Regions from separate parts of the Mus musculus genome. Here region 2 is linked to region 1. The links are chromatin contacts, called in public Hi-C maps. All regions are on one chromosome and are shown on one strand. Each heading gives the region's core, a stretch centred on a gene start, on an enhancer-like site or on the middle of the called end of the contact. The rest is flanking DNA. Distances are from core to core; before and after follow the strand shown. Region 1 has its middle 17 kb from the start of Fam135b. Region 2 overlaps Col22a1 (collagen, type XXII, alpha 1).

Region 1 (4,138 bases), core at 1,456-3,955:
CACCAAAAAGCAGCTTTCTCGTTCTTCATTCTCTATTAACCTACAGTCCACTTATCAGTTCCCAAGATGAGCAAGCAAACTGAGTGGGCATTTCACATTTAAAGTCTGTCCTGAATCCTCTTTGCCAACCATGTGGCTTAAATGCTATTATTCTTACTTTACTGACAGTACATCATAAGCCCAGAGATCAAGAGATTTGTCTAGCTACATATATCTTCTGTAAGTGAAGAGTACAGAAAGGGAGATATAGCCCACTGTGTATTTTATACTACTCTAGACATAGGGCCATGACCTGTTCCCTATCCAAATCATGTCCATAAATAAATAAATAAATAAATAAATAAATAAATAAATAAATAAAGGGAGGGGTGAGAGGAAGGCAAGGAGGGAGAGAGGGGAAGCTAAAATATCTTTTCTAAGTAACTATTTTGTTGCTGACAAAAGGCAGGCTTTCTTTTCGTCTAGAGGTTGGCCTGCAGTCCTTCATGGCAGGAAAGACTGTAGGACAGTTAAAGAAGTATTCATACTACGCCTACATCTGGGAAGTAGAGAGCCATGGATGTTACTCCCTAGCTCACTTCCTCCATTTTGTTCAATCCTGGTCCTCAGCCCATAGAATGGTGCTGCCCATATTTGGGATAAGTCTTCCTACTTCAATTAATCCAGTCCAGGAAGTCCTTTACAGCTATGTCTGGAGGCTGGTTAACCATGATTGACAATCATAATAATAATCTCTGAGCATATCTCATTTCCTCTGCTGTTTGCCAGGAACATCCTCTTTCCTTTATCCAAAGTCCAACCATACTTCTCTTCCATACAGCTTCTTTCTGATTTCTGTAGGGTAAATGGCTAGAATGGGATGGTTTGCCTCCCACTCCATGCTGAGATAAAAAAGACTGGAATTCTTGCCCACTGTAATAAACTCCTGCCATCTGGTGTGACCTTGAGACACTATATGTGTTAGTCAACCAGGGTGGCATTAAAATAGTTATTAAGGCCTTCTTGATTCTAATATGTGATGCTCTTCATGACCTCAACATTTAGGGTACCTGCACCACAGTCTATCTTTCTATGGTAGAGCTAACAGTTCAGAAGGCAATTCACATCTGCATTGCTTCAGGGAGAGGCAAGAGTAATGGGCAGAGAGAGGGGAGATAGGCTCACTGGAGTGTGGGTGACAGGGAATGAATGATTCAACCTAGAGAATACAGGAGGAAGCGTCAAGATTAAAGCATTTGTTCTTTTCTGTGTTAAAGCAAGGACTTGACTCTGTGCTCCATGCACTGCAGAAGTTCTAAAACATGGAGTCTCAAGGCCAATAAGGTGATCACGGTATATGAATACATCTTAACAGCCCACAGCAGTGGACGCTAGAATACAAAGAGACTTGTTATGAAGATTCTCCACTGAAAATCACGCCCAATCACACTCAGTTTGGGTCTACCTCTTTCTGAAGAGGATATTTGGGCCAGATATCTGCTTATTAAGGCTTGATAAACCCTTCTAATGGGTATAGTTGGGGATATCCTGGGAGCTTCAGAAATACTCTTTAAATTCAATGTTAATTACCAATAAGAAGGTGTTTGCTCTGAAACCTGATGAAAATCAAATTGCTTAATATAATACTAATCCAGAATAACACAGGCTTTATGATGACTGCAGTTCATGCTACAGACATCTGGGGGACTCATTACCACGCATCACCATGTCTGGTCATACCTTCACATCTTAACTGCCCATTGCATTCTTATTTATGAGAACTAAAGTTCACATCATGCCTATATTCCATGAGTAATAAAGAACATGTTATAAGGTCTTCAGTTGCCACAAGTGGATCTCTTGATAATTTTGACTTTCTTATTTTATAATACTGTCACCTTCCTCTTCAAGATAGTCCTGGCTCCTAATAACTTGGTGTGTATGTCAGCACCTTAAGTCTTCTTTGCTACTTCTTGCAAATTATCTAAGCAAAGCACCAAGTCACAGATGCCCCCTTGCAATGCTAGGAAAGTTGCACTCATGAGGAGATGTTAGTGCATTATTTGCAATAACAAAGTAAAAGAGGTAGGTTGCCATGTACAATAGAGAAGACAACTTGAATAAAATAAAAGATGACAGACACACTGCTAACCAACAATCCTAAGTGCTCTTTAATAGTGTCTAAAACAGTGTTCTAGTAAGTGAAAAAAATATTTATAAAAGTTTTGTGGGATGATCCCATTTTTGTGCAAACAGAACAAAATAAAACAACTCAAAAATCTACAAAATCAAAAAAGGTGGGGAGTCCGAAGTGCTCTGTATTCTGTGCACTCTCTATATGATTCAGACATCAAAAGTTAATACATTCTCTCTTTATCATCCAGACAAAAATAAATGTGAATTACTTATAATAGCATTGATTCAAATGCCCCAAAGTTTGTAATCTTTTTAATAGTCATCTATCCTTCCATTCACTCTTCCTATAAAAAGGATACATCTCACTGCTTTTTGCCACTATTGGGATGTATCCAGAACAGAGAGAAGTGGTCCAAATCTGCAGGTGGATACAGGGCAGTGCAAAGACTGTGAGTGTCCCTTGCACCACCCCTAGCTTTGCCTTCAGTGTTATTTTTTGTGCTACCTAATATGCAGTTTCTTGTGCCTGGTCAGCAGCAGCAGAGTAAGGGACCAGTGGAACATACTCAGGCTGAGCAAGGTGCAGTATCACATCTGACTCAGACCCTGGGCTGGCATCCAAGAGACAGAGATGCTAGCAAAAATACGGCTGTAGGATGGGCTTGAAGATGGAGGCTGGTTGTGATTTAAACAAAGTTTTTAGCTGATTTTATTCTGAAGGCTTCCTTCGGCCTATGCTGGCATTTTCTTTGTCTTGAGGAAGAAAAATGAAACTTTGAGCATCTAAGACCTCTGGACACTAGAACATAAATGCTGGCAACGATGCCTCTTAATCATGTCTGTCTCAGGATCTCACTGATGCTAGATGTGTGGGTCACCAGGGGATGTTCTGACTCCCAGGGAACTGCCAAGCTCCTGATTTCATTTTATGTGTAAGTGGGAATAATGGCTTCAGCTTTGCCTGCCTTTGGGGGAAGGGCATCTTTTAGCCAACAAAAAGACAAAAAGATACACTCCTCACATGTATTTTCATATTCCAAGCTAATTTCATGCATAGACATTTCAGTTTGGAGCAAGCCAAACCATCCCCCTAAAATGCTATTTCTTCACAAATGCATCATTGGAAGCCTTTGTGAAGGCTCCAATTAAGATTTTGATGTTTAAAAGAAATGCATTTCATCTCTCCACACATAAAAGTAATTTACTAACATCCTACATAAAGGATCCTTTTCATTTAAAAGAAGAAATCTTAATAATGGATGATTGCTTTATGAATATGAAAATTACATATCTGTTGCATAATCAGACATTTAATTGACACATCATTCCACTTCCCATGGAGTATGTGGAACAGATTTGGAATTGTATGACTGATTGTTCTTCTGCTTCTTCTTGAAAATGAGAGGACTATTATTTTGCTAAGGGTATAAGGAAATATTTCATTCAAATCTTCTGTTATTGATCAAGCACCTGTTATATGCATGCAAAAGGCTGTTATAGAATCCACACTGTTCTGGGAGGCATTCTTGTTACACTGAGGCTCAAAACGCAAGTGGGTCCCGGACAGATCATTATAATGTTCACCGGTTAAAAATATATATCACGAAAGTGTTCTCAAAGACATGAAAACAGGGAAGGCACTATCAAATCTTTTTGTTTGTTTGTTTGTTTGTTTTTTGTTGTTTTTTTTCTTTTTTTTTTATTATTAGGTATTTTCCTCGTTTACATTTTCAATGCTATCCCAAAGGTCCCCCGTACCCACCCCCCCATCCCCCTACCCCCCCACTCCCCCTTTTGGGCCCTGGCATTCCCCTGTACTGGGGCATATAAAGTTTGCAAGTCCAATGGGCCTCTCTTTGCAGTGATGGCCCACTAGGCCATCTTTTGCTACATATGCAGCTAAAGACAAGAGCTCCCGGGTACTGGTTAGTTCATATTGTTGTTCCACCTATAGGGTTGCAGTTCCCTATAGCTCCTTGGGTAATTTCTCTAGCTCCTCCATTGGGGGCCGTGTGACCCATCC
Region 2 (3,713 bases), core at 568-3,067, 140 kb after region 1:
GCTACTGTCAACATCTATGGAAGAACCTCAAACTAACTTATGCTAGATATTTGTTTGCTGAGACTTTCACATAGGATTTTAAATTCAGTTCACTCTGTACTCATGCCACTGAGATCCCGAAGGTACAACTACAATGTAAAAGAAACAAACGGGGGAATGGTCTCCCATCAGGTGGTTGGACTCTAAAGCTGGGAATAAAACTCCCAAATCACTGCAACATATCTGATAACCTAAGATGGCCATCTGGGATGGGCGGTAGTGTGCTTCAGAAAGAGCTAGCAGTTTCAGGGTGACTTGCTGGATGACAAGACCATTAGAAGTAGAAGATACAAAAGAATATGTTCTTCATGTTTTTAAGCTGTTTTTGTTCAAGAGACCCTTACTCTGTAGCCTGAACTGGCCTAGATCCAACCTCATGACCCCAGTCTAGCCTCAAACTTAAAAAAAATAAATAAATCTTCCTATCTCTAGCTCTTCCTCTCAAGGTTGGGATTATAGGCATGTGTCACCACTGGCAAGAAGGACATTTTAAGGAAATTGTTTTTATGAATAGGCACAAGTGGTAAGAAGTGATTTTATAATAAGATACTTATGAATATTTAAATATGCATATCTTATTAAATGTCCGAGCCCCAATCCTAAGATCAATGAGTGACTCTGGCCCACATCCTCTCAACTCCATGTATCTGAGTTGGCATCCTAACTCTCACTGTATATGGGTGTGGCTACAGTTGAATTTGCTGCTTCCCATGTCTTAGTGTCCCCTGCAGCCCCTCACCAAGGCCTACAATAACACTTTCTTTATCCCACATTATGGCTGCATGCAATTTCAAATGAGGACAAGTAGCTCAGTCTTCAAGAAGCCACCAAAGCAGGATAAGAGCCTTCCTGACCCCCCTCAGCCCTCTCATCCCCTTCTCAACTACCTGCCTACTTTGCCGTTTCCTCATCCAATTGTCCCCTGATTCGAGAGCTGAAAGAGGCCAAGGAATGTACCACTAACAGTATTATGTCCTACAGTCTACCCTGTAGATGTGCCACAATTAAAATAATAAGGTACTGGCCATTCAGGTAAACTTGAGTAAATGAAGTGGGATTCTGTGTAGGGAGAGCTTTGGGTTTTCCCCTGCTGACTCAAGGGGATATTGCCTTTTTAGAACTGTAGTAGCTGGTGAATTGAGGGAGAGTTTGGCTGGTGTTCATCCATTTTCTTCTTCCTCTTGGGTATGCAACTAAGTTGATATTCTCCGGCCTTCTTGTCATGAACATCACTAGAATTTGGTGGCTGGACATAATAACCAATTTCCAGTGCTGGCCCCAAACATTTTCCTAACATCATCTTCCCTCTCTATCCCTACTCATCATGTATGCCAAGGCTTTGGGGAAAGACAGAGAAATACCAGGATAATATTGCTATCCCTGACTAGACCAGGACCCCACCCCAACACACACACACCCCAAGAGAAGACTTAGCCCTTGGCTAGGCCGGGTGAAAAACAGTACTTTTCTAATAATTTAATCAGTGTTACTGCTGTGGGTAGTACATCACCATCTCAAGAATTCCTGTATGAAAAAATGTGGGAGGGGTTGAGGTAACCAGAGATGCTTACAACCAAAAAAAAAAAAAACAAAAAAATAAAAACAAAAAAGTACATACCCTCTAAGTGGTCACAGGTACCATCTCCAATTTGCTTAGACAAGCACTCACCTTGATTCCTAAGGGACCAGGTAACCCAGGTGGTCCACGTAGTCCCTGTTGAAATGAACAACATAGATCCATGAGAGCTGAACCACTCAACACATACCAGGTTGCTGCCCTCTGCTGGAGCAGTAGTTGGAGAGCAATGTGAGTACATTCCATCATAGGTCCTGGGTGTGATTCCCGACTCTGCCACCTCCTGACCTTATTTGGACAAACACAAGTGTCACTGTTCCTTATTGTGTTTTTCTACTTCTGGTCTCCATGCTAAGGCCACCCAAAAGGAAGCAGCAAGATCAAGCTTCAAAGCCAGGCTCACTTGACCCCATGACCCCTAAACCTAGTCTCCTTCTTTATCACACTCTGGATAGGGACTCCATTTCTAGCTGATGAGCTTGGCCTAGTAAAGGCACTCATACACACACTTGAAATGTAAGTCTATTTTTGGCTGGAGGAGCTCAGTGTGGACCAAGAATCCTCTCTCTCTCTCTCTCTCTCTCTCTCTCTCTCTCTCTCTCTCTCTCTCTGTGTGTGTGTGTGTGTGTGTGTGTGTGTGTGTGTGTGTGTGTGTGTGCCACAACCACCACTGGGTACTCTGAAACTTGTTTGTTTCCCTTGGATCCTGAGCCTGCAGCCAGAACCCCGTGTGCTACGAGCTGGCTTAGTGTACAGCTACCCTGTGTGCCCATTTGCAGTTTTGCCCTGCCAGGGATCCAGTTTCCTGTGGTCAACCACAGGCTGAAAGGATTAAGTCACAGATTTCAGCAGTAATTCATGAGTTAGGAAACACTGAAAGTTTTCTACTTTCTTGTTATTTTTAAGCACGCTGATTGACGACAGGACTATGTCCCTGGGCCAAGAGACATCTTGTGCATCACCTAGGGCTTGCTTTCTAAAATAAGTCTTTGCTTTTGCTCTGTTCTCTTCTCCCCTGTCAGCCTGGCTTCCAAAAGCTCAAAGCATGTCAGCCCACCACTTACCGGCTCCCCATCCTTGCCCTTTCCTGGTGGCCCTGGGAGACCAGGAGCACCAGGATCTCCCCGTGGACCAGCTGGCCCTGGGCTGCCTTCTTCCCCTGCTGTTCCCTGGGGACAAAAAGAGGACCTTGATGAGCATTAGCAGCAGGCAGAACTCTGCTATCCAACGGCTAATCAGCCTGAGCCTGTGTGTGGCAGTGGCTTCCTGAGCTGTCTGTCCCTCTCTGAAGCATCAGAAGACAGACTGCTCAGTGGAAGTGAGAAGTTGAACTCTGTTCCCCACATTCACATGCTGAAGTCCTTTCCCCCAGCAGAGCCTCCACCAAGCCTCACCCTCCCTGTCTCTATCTCCTTCTCTAACAACAGTCATGATTGTTTTCCCACACAGTCAAGAGAAGGTGTTTGGCTCCCCCGAGAGGTCATATAGGCCAACAGCACACAGAAATATAATTTGAATATATCCCTTTTAAAATTAGATTAGAAATAATCTACTTGATGAATTTGGAGTGGCCCTCACCTCTAATCCCAGCATTTGGGAGGCTGAGGCAGGGGAATTGCCACAAATTCGAAGCTGGCATAAACTGCAGAGGGGGTTAAAGGCTGGCATGAGCCACAGAGTGAGATCCTATATAAGGCACCAGCCACATTTGGGCAGTTGTGTAGACTGCTGTAGATAACACATCTGGAGAAATGACACCACACTATCACCTCCTTGTCACATATTCTCTCCCCAGGCCATGCCCCTGCCTACAGTCCTTGGGGTGATGTTCATATGCGTGGACCAAAGCTCCTTATGCCATCCTCTCTTCACAGCTAAGCAAATTCAAGTGTAGAGAGAGTGCCATTTGCTAGGGTGATGGTTTCTCAGCCTTGGTCTTGTTGACACTGAGTATGGCTGAACCTTGTCTGTTGTGAGTGTTTCGGACAGTATCCTTCCCTGTGTTTTGTGATAGTTGAGGGAGGATCCTGTTCTGTATATGCTAAGCTAGGTGCAGCTCCTCTCCTTGGCACAGGGATCACCAAATGTCATGAGGAGG

Evidence for each region. A called contact is a pair of places that touch in the nucleus more often than the background predicts.
Region 2: a contact with region 1 is called in a Hi-C map of cortical neurons, with 2.5 times the contacts expected there. The contact joins two enhancer-like sites. A contact is called at or near these places in 1 of 15 datasets of contacts at CTCF or cohesin (the NIH/3T3 cell line), 33 of 484 Hi-C or Micro-C datasets (the STO cell line, adipose-derived mesenchymal stem cells, cerebellar granule neurons and 13 more) and 1 of 9 other capture datasets (embryonic stem cells).

What each region holds. Positions count from the first base shown.
Region 1 is chr15:71,742,511-71,746,648 of GRCm38.p6, forward strand. No RefSeq gene overlaps it. Among named protein-coding and RNA genes, the nearest start is that of Fam135b, 17 kb to the left of the region's middle. Within about 2 kb of position 2,706, at least 4 of the 459 cell types and tissues checked have an H3K27ac peak or open chromatin away from gene starts, as enhancers often do. A contact at or near this core is called in cortical neurons, where this site is marked.
Region 2 is chr15:71,887,809-71,891,521 of GRCm38.p6, forward strand. It overlaps Col22a1 (collagen, type XXII, alpha 1), which reads right to left. Exons shown (of 64, transcript NM_027174.1): 38 at 2,680-2,784; 39 at 1,709-1,753. Among named protein-coding and RNA genes, the nearest start is that of Col22a1, 140 kb to the right of the region's middle. Within about 2 kb of position 1,818, at least 36 of the 459 cell types and tissues checked have an H3K27ac peak or open chromatin away from gene starts, as enhancers often do. A contact at or near this core is called in cortical neurons, where this site is marked.